Regions from separate parts of the Mus musculus genome. Here region 1 is linked to region 2. The links are chromatin contacts, called in public promoter capture Hi-C maps. All regions are on one chromosome and are shown on one strand. The core of a region is the stretch at or near the end of the contact, and the rest is flanking DNA. Distances in the headings are between cores, read along the strand shown.

What was found. Capture Hi-C pulls out chosen DNA fragments and counts their contacts.
Region 1: a contact with region 2 is called in a promoter capture Hi-C map of liver. The contact joins two enhancer-like sites. A contact is called at or near these places in 11 of 39 promoter capture datasets (3T3-L1-derived adipocytes, the C10 cell line, the HPC-7 cell line and 8 more), 2 of 15 datasets of contacts at CTCF or cohesin (CD8 T cells and the NIH/3T3 cell line), 22 of 484 Hi-C or Micro-C datasets (3T3-L1-derived adipocytes, CD8 T cells, the G1E-ER4 cell line and 12 more), 11 of 115 datasets of contacts at active chromatin or transcription factors (embryonic basal ganglia, embryonic fibroblasts, embryonic limb bud and 5 more) and 3 of 9 other capture datasets (adipose tissue, liver and pancreatic islet).

Annotation. Positions count from the first base shown.
Region 1 is chr10:111,486,694-111,492,481 of GRCm38.p6, forward strand. It overlaps Nap1l1 (nucleosome assembly protein 1-like 1), which reads left to right. Exons shown (of 16, transcript NM_015781.5): 4 at 1-53; 5 at 3,335-3,476; 6 at 3,684-3,764; 7 at 4,316-4,444; 8 at 5,394-5,465. Among named protein-coding and RNA genes, the nearest start is that of Gm25117, 8.1 kb to the left of the region's middle. Within about 2 kb of position 3,583, at least 15 of the 459 cell types and tissues checked have an H3K27ac peak or open chromatin away from gene starts, as enhancers often do. A contact at or near this core is called in liver, where this site is marked.
Region 2 is chr10:111,241,560-111,246,896 of GRCm38.p6, forward strand. The region is part of intron 4 of Osbpl8 (oxysterol binding protein-like 8); the gene reads left to right. Among named protein-coding and RNA genes, the nearest start is that of Bbs10, 54 kb to the right of the region's middle. Within about 2 kb of position 4,007, at least 8 of the 459 cell types and tissues checked have an H3K27ac peak or open chromatin away from gene starts, as enhancers often do. A contact at or near this core is called in liver, where this site is marked.

The DNA of each region.
Region 1 (5,788 bases), core at 2,333-4,832, 240 kb after region 2:
CTTCAGGAAAGACTTGATGGTCTGGTAGACACACCAACAGGATACATTGAAAGGTACAAGATCTTTTTTTTTTTTTCTTCCCCCTATCTTCCTTTATCTGTGTGATCCTGGAAAGCTGATGTCTGTTAGTGTCTAGTATCAAATTTGGGGGAGTTATGATGAAAACATCTGTTTAGATTGGGTCTTGACTTGCTTGGTTCATGTCTGTAGGAGGTGTATTGATCTTAGCCATTTCTATGATTTGTTTAGAAGTTTGTTGAAATGTACAGAACTAGAAATACAGATTTCTGTTTTTAAAGACAGATGACTTCTTGTGATTTAAGGCTTAAAATTGCTCAGTTTTCTAGTTTTGAGGTCCCTCTGTTCTGTCTTTCCATGCTTACTGGAGATGTGTTTCCCAGTTCTGTGTCTCCTGGTCTTTTACCTCCTTTTCCTTTAATAGGACTATCTTGACCCAGATTGTACTGGATGGATGCACAGCATTTTGTACTTACTCATACAGAACTGTACACTCTACCTGTGCCAGTCTTGTAGCAAGATTCCTAGACATGCTGGATGTTTAGTGTAAAGGTGGCTTTTTTCCATGTCTGCCAGCAGTTGGCATCCACCTTTGTAGATGATTTTCTTACTGTAAACCAGTCTGGAAGGTGTGATCTTGTCTTACTTGTATTTCTGGCAGCTGCTTTTCAGAAGATGGATGAGGCTTGTGGTCCATTTGTCCCTGGTCCAGTTTCTCACTGACATTACTTTCATTTTGTTAGAATATTTATGGAAATCTTTGCATACTCATATTTTCATCTTAGCATTGTAAAAATATTTCAGTAAACAGAAATCTTTAAGTTTTATATTAGCAAAATGGCTGGCCTGTTTTTCAATTTATGTTTGTGGATTCAAATTGGTTTGGAAGTCTTAGCTCCTATATTCTTGGTGGCTAGTTTAATTTAGGTCTTTCATTCCAGGTAAACATCCATTTTTAGTAAGTTCTTACAAAACTATATTAACTGAGCTATTCTTTTTTTCTATTACACATTTAGACACTGCGGCTTTGTACTATGTGTGTATCTGAGAGGGTGAGTTGCTTCCACCCAACTCTGCAATTTTCAAGTCATCAAGACGCTTGTTCTTGTCACATGACCTCAGTAGATCTGGCAGATGACAAGATGCTTCCTTCCGTTCATACTGTCCTATCCTAGACCTTTGGGGTTGACAGGGCTCTCAAGTTCTTTAATTTTTAAGGTTTGATATTGGTTGCATTCAGGTTCATGGATTGGCAGAGTAGTGTATCTTCTTACCATCGTCTTGTCTGTGTACTTGTAGTCACAGCACACACTGACTGTCTCAGCAGTTCATAGAATATTGCTTCCATTCATTTCTGTATTTTGCATATGGTATTCCTGCTGTGAATAGTGTTCTTTTATATTGTATTTCTGCTATATGGAGAATTGCTGTGTTTTTCTTTTAAAAAAATTAGTGTATCCAGTAGCATTGCTAAAATCATTGAATAATTTATAGTCCTGGCCGGCGTGGAACTTGCTTTGTAGACCAAGCTGACTTAGAGTTCTCAGAAATGTTGCCTGCCTTTGCCTTCCAAGTACTGGGAATAAAGGGGTGGGGTGTACGACCACCATGCCTGGCTAGCATTTGATTTTAAAATCTAATTTGGTTTGTCTAAGTTTTCTTTTGTGTTAATTTTGGTTTGCTATATTCTAAACATGTATGTAGATTAGGTTTAAAATAGGCAGTTGTCTTGATCTTGCTAATGTTTCTTAGCATCCTCATTTCCCACCCTTCAGAAAGGGTTTCTCTGTAGACCAGGCTGGCCTCGAACTCAGATTTCCCTGCCTCTCCTCCCAGGTGCTGGGATTGAAGCCTGAGCTAGCTCATGACCAGGCTCTTAGTTTTACCTTGGACTTGTTTTGCGTTTCCTGCTGCTCTCTCCCTTATTCCTGGCCAATTGTGTACTTTCTTAGCATTGCCTCTCAGTCTAATCTGTCCTTCATGGCCTTCATGTGCGCATGTGTACTTGCCCAAGGAGCCTAGGAAAGGTCCTAGAAGTTAAGAGGTGACAGTGAGTGACCCACTGTGGTGCTGGGAACTACACGAGCAGCAAACACTCTTAGTCACTGCGCCATTTGTAACTTGTAAATACCTCTGGGTGGGTAGCTTAGGAGGTAAACTATTTGGTACTCTTGTGATGCAAGCCTGATAGCTGAACTTAATGCCTGGAACCCATACCAAAGTGAAAGAGGAGAACTTTCTCACTTCTCAGTGTGGTCCTTTGACCATACACAGCTCCCCCAACTGGGCAATAATAATAAAAACTAAGTGCAGAGCAGAGACTACATCCTGATGCTAACTAAGGTGTAATGGGTGCTGTTTAAGTTACCTGTATTTCCCTGTAATAACTTGGTTTAGTCTGGAAGTCTCTAGGAAGGATATGTTAAAATGTTAAAAGGATATGTAAAAACATGGGTTCCAGCTCTCACTGTAGACTGGTAAACATTTAAATATATGGTGTATATGTGTACTCATGCCTTTATATTTTGTAGATTCTTTGACTATATTTTATTCTAACATTAAGATGCATATTCAAATTTTCACAATTTGAATATGTATTTTTATTTGGATTATAAGCTAAAGCATTAAGTTACTTTATTTTAAGATTTTCCTTTTTATTAATTAATTTATTTTTTAATGTATAAGAGTGTTGGGCCTCCATGAACATAGTGTGCACATAAGAGGGCTTTGGATTCCTGGGTCTGGAGTTACAGGTGGTTTACAAGTTCCATGTGGTGCTGGGAATTAAACTGAGGTCTTTTGCAAAACAGTAAGTGCTTTTAACTATTGAGCCAACTTACCAGCCCAAGTTACTTCCTTAATTAAGTTTATCGGTTGGTTTTGAGACCCGAACCCTGTTTGATCTGGCTTCAGGCTGACGATGTAGCTTCTTGGCGTGTCTAGCTGTCGCTACAGATTCTGCGGAATCTGACTTAAGCTGTCAGGCTTGTGGGAGAAGTAGAAAAAAACTGATCTGAGTGAACTGATAATAGTTGAATTTCTTAATTGTAACTACTTCAGTGGTTAGGTCAAGAATTATTTTATAAAAATTTGGAAAGAATTCAACCTGGCTTAAGGGTATTTCTTGTGTTTGTCTGGATATTTTGTTTTGTTTGGTTTCTATTGATTTGTCCTACTTGCTTTTATAATAAAAGGATCTGTATGTCTTTTGAATTTTAGTTACTTTAAATTCCTTGCTTCAACTCAGAAACTTACCCACTTGAATGTTGTATGGAAAGTGTGACTTGTGTTTTTCTGATTTTCTGTAACTTTTCAGCTTGCCTAAGGTAGTCAAAAGACGAGTGAATGCTCTCAAGAATCTTCAGGTTAAATGTGCACAGATAGAAGCCAAATTCTATGAGGAAGTTCATGATCTCGAGAGGAAGTATGCTGTTCTCTATCAGCCTTTATTTGATAAGGTAATTATTTATACTGCTTTGTAAGGTAACTCAGGAGACAGGCTTGGTACTTGGATCTCTCAGTGGGGGGAGGAGGTATTAGAGGTGTCTGAGAGCAGCAGTGGCCAGGATTAAAGGCTGTGGTAGGTAGTTACTAATTAACCCAGAAACCAGGAGTGTCAGGGTTTGGGTGCTAATGTTCTTACATAAGCTGTCTCTTTATTTTAGCGATTTGAGATCATTAATGCAATCTATGAACCTACAGAAGAAGAATGCGAGTGGAAACCAGATGAGGAGGATGAAGTTTCGGTTAGTACCTTGTAGTTTCCTGTATTTTAGATGCTAGGATGGACCATAACCAGTTGTTTGAAGTAGCATTTATAAGCAACTTTGTAAATACTGGGGATAAGATGAGCTATTCCTCAGCCTGGCAGTGCCTCCTTTTGCATTTCAAGCGTCTCCTGTAGTTTCCTTTGAGCTTTTGAGGACTGTTGGAAGAGCATGTGATTTTCAGGTGAAAAGCTTTGCTGTGACCTACCTGCCTGCAGTGAAGGATGACGGCGGTGAGGGAAGGCTGTGCTGAGCTAGGGGACCATGCTTCTTAACGTAGCTGCTCTGCAGGGTATGATCAGGGCATTTGAGTAAGGACCTCAAGCTGAACACTGGACAAGGTTTTTGTTTGCTGTGGTTAAAGATCTTGTTACTGACTCTTCAAGTTCTTGATGTGCGTGGTGGGTCTTTCTAAGGTGGCGATGAGAGCATTGATTGCTATGGGATTGAAGTTTTCCAATGTGTTAGTTGAAGGTTTATCAGGAGACTTATCATAGTAGTCATTACGTTGTTTGCTGGCCTTTTTCAAGGAGGAGCTGAAAGAAAAGGCCAAGATTGAAGATGAGAAAAAGGATGAAGAAAAAGAAGACCCGAAAGGAATTCCTGAATTTTGGTTGACAGTGTTTAAGAATGTTGACTTGCTCAGTGACATGGTTCAGGTAATTTAATTCACAAAGCCACCTGTTAACTCAAAAGAAAATCTTGATATCTGTGGTTTCCTTATGATTTAAAAAAAATTTTTTTTGTTTTTTTTTGGGGGGGGGCGGGGGGTTGGTTTTTTGAGACAGGGTTTCTCTGTATAGTCCTGGCTGTCCTGGAACTCACTTTGTAGACCAGGCTGGCCTCGAACTCAGAAATCCACCTGCCTCTGCCTCCCGAGTGCTGGGATTAAAGATGTGTGCCACCATGCCCGGCGTTCCTTATGGTTTTATATAAAGAAAATTCAGGTTTGGTTATCAGAATAATTTAAAATTCATTAATGAAGTGGTATCTTTGATCATTCTTAGTTGGTGCTTTCTCACTGTTTATAATACCTTTTTGTTTTTCTGTACTTAGTATCAAGGTAGGGTTGGTGAAAAAATACTAGTGTTTAATTTGTATTGCACTAAAAGTTTTCAGTTTGAAACTTGTTTTAATCCAGGGGGAATTTGCATCTTAAAATGCAAAGCTACTTATATCACTTATTAAAAAAAACCAACACAGATGTCCACTTCTTTGGTAAACGGCCTCTCTTGTTCTTGTGACTTGGGGATTAGCAGTGGAAAGGACTGATCTTCAGGGATGAGTGTGAGTGCATTTCTGCTTTGCCACAGTAGAGAAGGAAGGAACGAACAGCTTGAAACCACAGCAGATAAGCAGGAATTATTGTAAAATAAACAGAGCCTTTCTTAGACTTTCGTATTTTTCAGCCTGGGCAGGCAGTGTGCTGAAGAACCACAGTATGAGGTAGCTTAGTGTCAGACTTGTGGTGAAGAAGTTTTAGGGTTCATAGTTACTGTATAAAACATCTGTAACAAGACACTCCCTATAACCACTAGTTTCTGTGTGGTAACAGGACATCGACCCTAAAATGCCCTATTAAATGCTAATTGTTATTTTAATTTGAAGGAACATGATGAACCTATTCTGAAGCACTTGAAAGATATTAAAGTGAAGTTTTCGGATGCTGGCCAGCCTATGGTAAAAGAAGTTTTAAATATTTATAGTTTTGTAGTATTGTGTACAGACAAGTTCAAAAGTTCGGTTGGAGTATGGGATTAAACTGGGCACTAGGTGCTCTTAATTAAGTATGTGCATGTTTGGTTTCTTAATTAAGTATGTGCATGTTTGGTTTCGGGGCTTGAGATTCGGTACTTCACTCTTCCTGTGGAATTTAAGCTTTTTAAAAGTAAAGATAGTGAAAGATAAACTATCCTGGGGAAACTATTTAAGGTGTCTGCCTGGGACTGATGAGGCAGATGGTGCTTAAGGGCCTGCATGAGGAGAGATCAGCTAATAACCCT
Region 2 (5,337 bases), core at 2,757-5,256:
GGGCTGCCTTGTCTGCCCTCAGTGGGAGAGGATGCACCTAGGCTCACAGACTTGATGTGCCAGGATGGGGGATACTGGGGGGCTGGGGGGCTACCTTCTCAGGAGAAGGGGGAAGGGGGAAGGATTGTGGGAGGGGTGACTGGGAGAGGGCAGTGAGTGGGGATGTAAAGTGAGTAACTAAAAAATAAAATAAATTAATTAAGATACAGTGTTCTCCCTTGTCCTTGTGAACCATTTCTAAAGATCCGGCTTGCTTCTTTATTCGTTCACTGAGATGGCATCTTGAGTAGGCTGGGATGGCCTCAAACTTAGCAGCATCCTGAACTCCTTCCTACCTAGGAACCTCTCAAGTGCTGACATTACTCGTGTGCACTTCCTGGCTTGAAAATGCAGCTTAAACAGTTACCCCTCTACAGGACCTTATTAAATAATACTGCTATTTCCAGTTTTAAATTCCCATATCAGTACTTTTGAAATTTTATAACTTGCCCTTTTATATGGTTATTATAGTAGAATTTCTATTCAAATACCTTAAATTACAAGCTTAGTAAGCCATTATTACTATTTGGTAAATTTATTTAGTTTCATTGTTCTGTTTTCTAGCTGTGTCTTTTTCATGTAAATTGACTCATAACAACTTAAGAGAGGACATAATTACTTAAAAACACAATTGTTTTCTGAAGTAGCGTTTCTTCCCATTTTCTTGGGATTTTCCTGGTTTTCATTAGAATATCTGCAGAGATTGACTTTCTCAACCCACATCTGTCAGGATAATTTTTAGTTCTTACACATTGTATTAGAACAATGACTCAGTTTCTTCCCCAAACTGTACATTTTCCACATTTTTTTTCTCATCAGCTTATCTTACCATTACAATTTTTGTAGACTTTATGTGTGTGGGTATTTTCCTGCATGTGTGTCTATGCACCATGTTCCTGCCTGGTGGGCATCAGATCACCTGGAACTGGAGGCACAGACAGGAGAGAGCCACCAGATAGAAGGTAGCGATCGAACTTCGGTCCTCTGGAAGAATAGCCAGTGCTTTGAACCAAAGAGCCATCTCTTCAGCCCCCCACCTACTCACTCCATGCTTTTTTAAAAACCAGTTTACTCCCTAGTAGTTTGAGCTAAATACTATTACAATCTCAGTAAGGGTAAGACGTGTTTCATTCTTACTGTTTGGGCTTAGTGCATCTTTCAGTTGTTGCTCAGGAAAGGCAGACATTTTGACTAATTAAGCCTGTTTTCTCCCTGCCTCTGGCTGTTTTTAAAGAACAGGAGTGTCGAAGGAGCATGGGACTAAATCATAGCTCATCTCAGGAGAGATCCTCGTTCCCTCAGGCTTCGTGTTCAGGCTTCGTGGTGCACTGCGATTGGTAGCTAACCTTCTTTGATGTAAAAAGCTATTTTCGACATTTTTATTTTTAAGCTAGTTTTCAAATACTTGGCTTTTTGAGAGAACAGCCCATGTTCCTTGCTGAAACTTCAGCCCATTTCATATTTGTTGTTGTTGTTTGAGATTCAGGTTCCCTTTACATCTCAGGCATGTACAATTATACATGGCTCAAACAAATTCTTAAATGTTACAGTTTTGAATTATCATATAACAAAAGCCTTTGTGTGGTTATGGTTTTACCCGAGTTAACTTAGACCATCTGAGTAGTGCATTTTTGTTATCCTTTAGTAAGTACTCTTAGCCCCAAAGTCAGTTCCCTCTTTGTTCTGGCAGAATTAAAAATACTAGGAGTCTGTAGCTAGAGCTAATAGAAAATGTGCGTGTAAAAGAGAGATTCTGCGCAGCAGCTTTCTACTGTCGAGGGTTGTATCATATTCCCCAGGGCTATGGTAGGCGCTGCTGCTATAATCTCAGATGACAGACACAAGAGAACCTTTAGTAGAGGGGTTCACAGGTACAGGCACCTAGAAGTCACGCTCTTCCATGAACCGAAGCAATTCTTCCTTCCTCGGTAAGACGTTTGAACATGCTCTGAACCTGTATTGGCCATAGCACACGGATATGTTCTTGAATGTGTGTGTATTATATCCCATGAGACCGGTATTGTTGGAAGAGGACTTTGATTTTCCCTGTCCCTCATCTTTAACTCTACCCCGAGTCCTGTTGCTGGCTTCCAGCCATAGGAGTTTTGTTAGAAATAGTCTAGATTACAGGCTGTGTCACCTTCTGAGGTTTAGGGGTCTTAATGCTAATTCTGAAGTTACAAAGACTTCTTTTAATATGGTTATTATCTGGTTTCAAATTCCTTGTGTTTAGGAAGTTGCTTTATAACATAATGAAAATCAACATTTTGCAAATTAAGAAAATAAGAATAGAATATTTTTAAATTCCTCTTGCCAATGTTATAATATCTATATTTAACACTGTGTCTACAAAAGAAACTACAATACCTTGAAAGCGTTTATTGAAAATGAAGATGACTAATCCAGCTTTGTTCTAAGCGTCTTTGTAGAGGTTGCAGGGAGGTCTGGCCTAGCATGTCAGGCCTTTTGAGTTGCTGTTTTTGTTTGTTCTCATCAGAGTAGAAAGAGGAATATAAGTGTAACAAGGGACTTTTTTTTCTTGGAAAAGAAATGTTTTAAGTATATTTTTAACTTAAGATTCTTTAAGGATGATCAGATATTACCTCTACTAGTTAGTTCTTGCTGTTGGGATTTAATCTCCTTTGTTTGGAAACTCTGGGAGAGTCTACTGTCCTCTTTACAAAGTAATAACAGGGCTTCAGTTCCATTGGCTGCTGTCATTTTCAGTTCTTTGTAGAGCCAGATTTCCAGTGTATTTTTTAAAATTACAACAAAATTACTGTTATAATATGCCAGACAGTTAGAGTTGTGTCTGATCTCCGAGACCCAAATGGTATGGAAGGAAAGAACTAGTCCCTGCAAATTACCCTCTGACCTCTAAGTACGCCATGGGCTGATTGCTCCCCTCTGCATGCCCACACCAACCAACCAACCAACAAACAAATGAGTATAAAATTATAATTTAAATTCTGTGCGTCACAGTAGCTTCTATTTGTGTTTTCTGTGCATTAGGCAACAATTGAACAGCTTTCGTTAAAAGGAAATGACTATCTGTAAGTGTACAATAGACTATTCCGTGAAAATGCATAATGAGAAGGGATCATTGCTTAGTGCTCAGAAGTCCTCAGAGGCAGCTCCTAATCAGCTTGTAGTGTCACGCCTGCTGGACCCATGTCACCTGTGGCTTTCTCTTGACTTGTATTTATAGTAATGGTACTATCATATGTGCATATCTAAAATGTTTCTTTGGAAGGACTAAGTAAGTGTTCAAAGAAAAACTAGATAAACTTGATAGTTTATTTGAACAAGAGTAATTCATGTATTGGGCAGCATTTCATACCGGACAGAGGTTCCAAGAGTTCTGCTCTGCAGTATGGGGCACTGAATATTGACAGACAGAACTCACAAGTGGAGTACAAGATGAGCTTCTGGCCTCGTTTGAGCGTGGCCTGTAATTGGCTGAAGCTCAGTGGCTTTATGGTCTTGGCAGACATCTGATTTTCTGTTGCAAAATTAGACCAAGTTAAGTTCACATTCATTTATAAGCAAGTTGTTTTGTAGTTCATTCTATAGGAACTCAAATTACAGAGAGAGCCTCTGTCCAAATATCTTCAGCCTATTCAACAAGTCCTTGTGTAAAGGGGCAGTATTGCTGGAGAAGTATAAGCCAAAAAACTCTGGGTTGTAGCGTGGCCTTGATTTCTTTGAGAATCTACTAAGAGTCATGTTATGGTTTGGATATCAATGAACCCAAAGGCTCATGTGTTTTGGGCTTAGTCCCCTGGTGTTGGGGCTGTTGAGGTAACTGGATCTCTGGGGCTCTAACTTCATGAATGGAATAAGCCTTTAATAAAGCCTAGCTTCTGAATAGTCTAGTAGAAGGTAAATCTTGGTCCTGGTGTCTCCTTGGCCTCCTGGCTGCTGTGAAGTAAGCAGGTTTTGTCACATGCTGCTGTCACTAAGGTGTTCTGTCTCACTGCATGCCTAACAATAGGGCAAGCCAAAGCAAACATGGACTAAAACATCCGGGACCATGGGCCTAAACCCTTCTTTTTTCCTTTGAAATGTTGTCTGTCAGTTATTTTGCAACAGTCACCAAATGCTCCATGTGAAAGGACTGTTTAGTCGTTGTGAGTGCTCAGCATTGCCTGTGGTGTGGTTCTGGGCTGTTGCTATAGCAGGAAGACGGCAGAAGTAGTCTGTACTGTGTAGCCTATCAAATGAAAAGTAGGACACCTTCTTGTACTAGAGGTATTGTCAGTTAACTCAACTGTGAGTCTAGGGAAAGAGACAATTCTAATAGACACTAGGAAACGCTACAGGCCAGAGAAGAACCTGGGTGAAGGAGACCCAAGAAAGATGGTACCCTGGTAGGGGACTTTTTGGTGAAAGGAGCTATTTGACTTGGTGATCTTTTATATCCTAAACAGTGCTGATTTACTGTTACCTTTTTTTTGTACAGTATATATGCTGTACAGTGTATGTTGTACAGTCTTTTCTAAGTGTGCTGGACAGAAGTAAGCTCTAGAAGAAATTATTTACATGAGAATTGTCTCAGTTCTGCCAGACAGAGAAGAGCGGCTTGGGGAGAGAGTCCCATAGCATCTGGTTGGAGATGATACAGACGCTTGGGGGGAGAACTCCTCTGAACACTGCATCCTTTGTGCATCAAATTTGACTCTGTATTAGAACCACAAGTGACAAGAGGTGCGCTTGATGACTCTTTAAAAGCATGCAAAAGTAAATAAAACATGAAAGAAAAGTAGGATTTTGAAACCTATAGTATCTTAAATATTGTTAATATATTCTAATGTGCATAATTGAGAGTTTGGCAGGGTTAAGATTTCTAAATGGGGCTGGGTGGTGGTGGTGGCAGCAGCAGCGCACGCCTTTAATCGCAGCACTTGGGAGGCAGAGGCAGGCGGATTTCTGAGTTCAAGGACAGCCAGGCCTACACAGAAAAACCCTGTCTCAAAAAACAAACAAACAAGCAAACAAACAAAAAGATTTCTAAGTGGGACACCATTCTCTTTGAGATATTAAAGACATTGCTTGTGTGTCTCACTTGAATATTTTAAATTATTACTTCATCCATTTGACACGCAATCCAGTGTAATTTGCTGCTGTGAATTGTATACAAAAGGACTTTTTGATATAAAGACTGACGTGTGACATGGCTTTTGTGCCTCTTTGCACCTATATTTGTGCATCTTAGGTTCACTGTCAAATTTGTGTTGCAGTTGTATTCCCATCCTTGTTTATGGTCATTAAAAACAAAAGCAAAAGCAACTTCTTTCC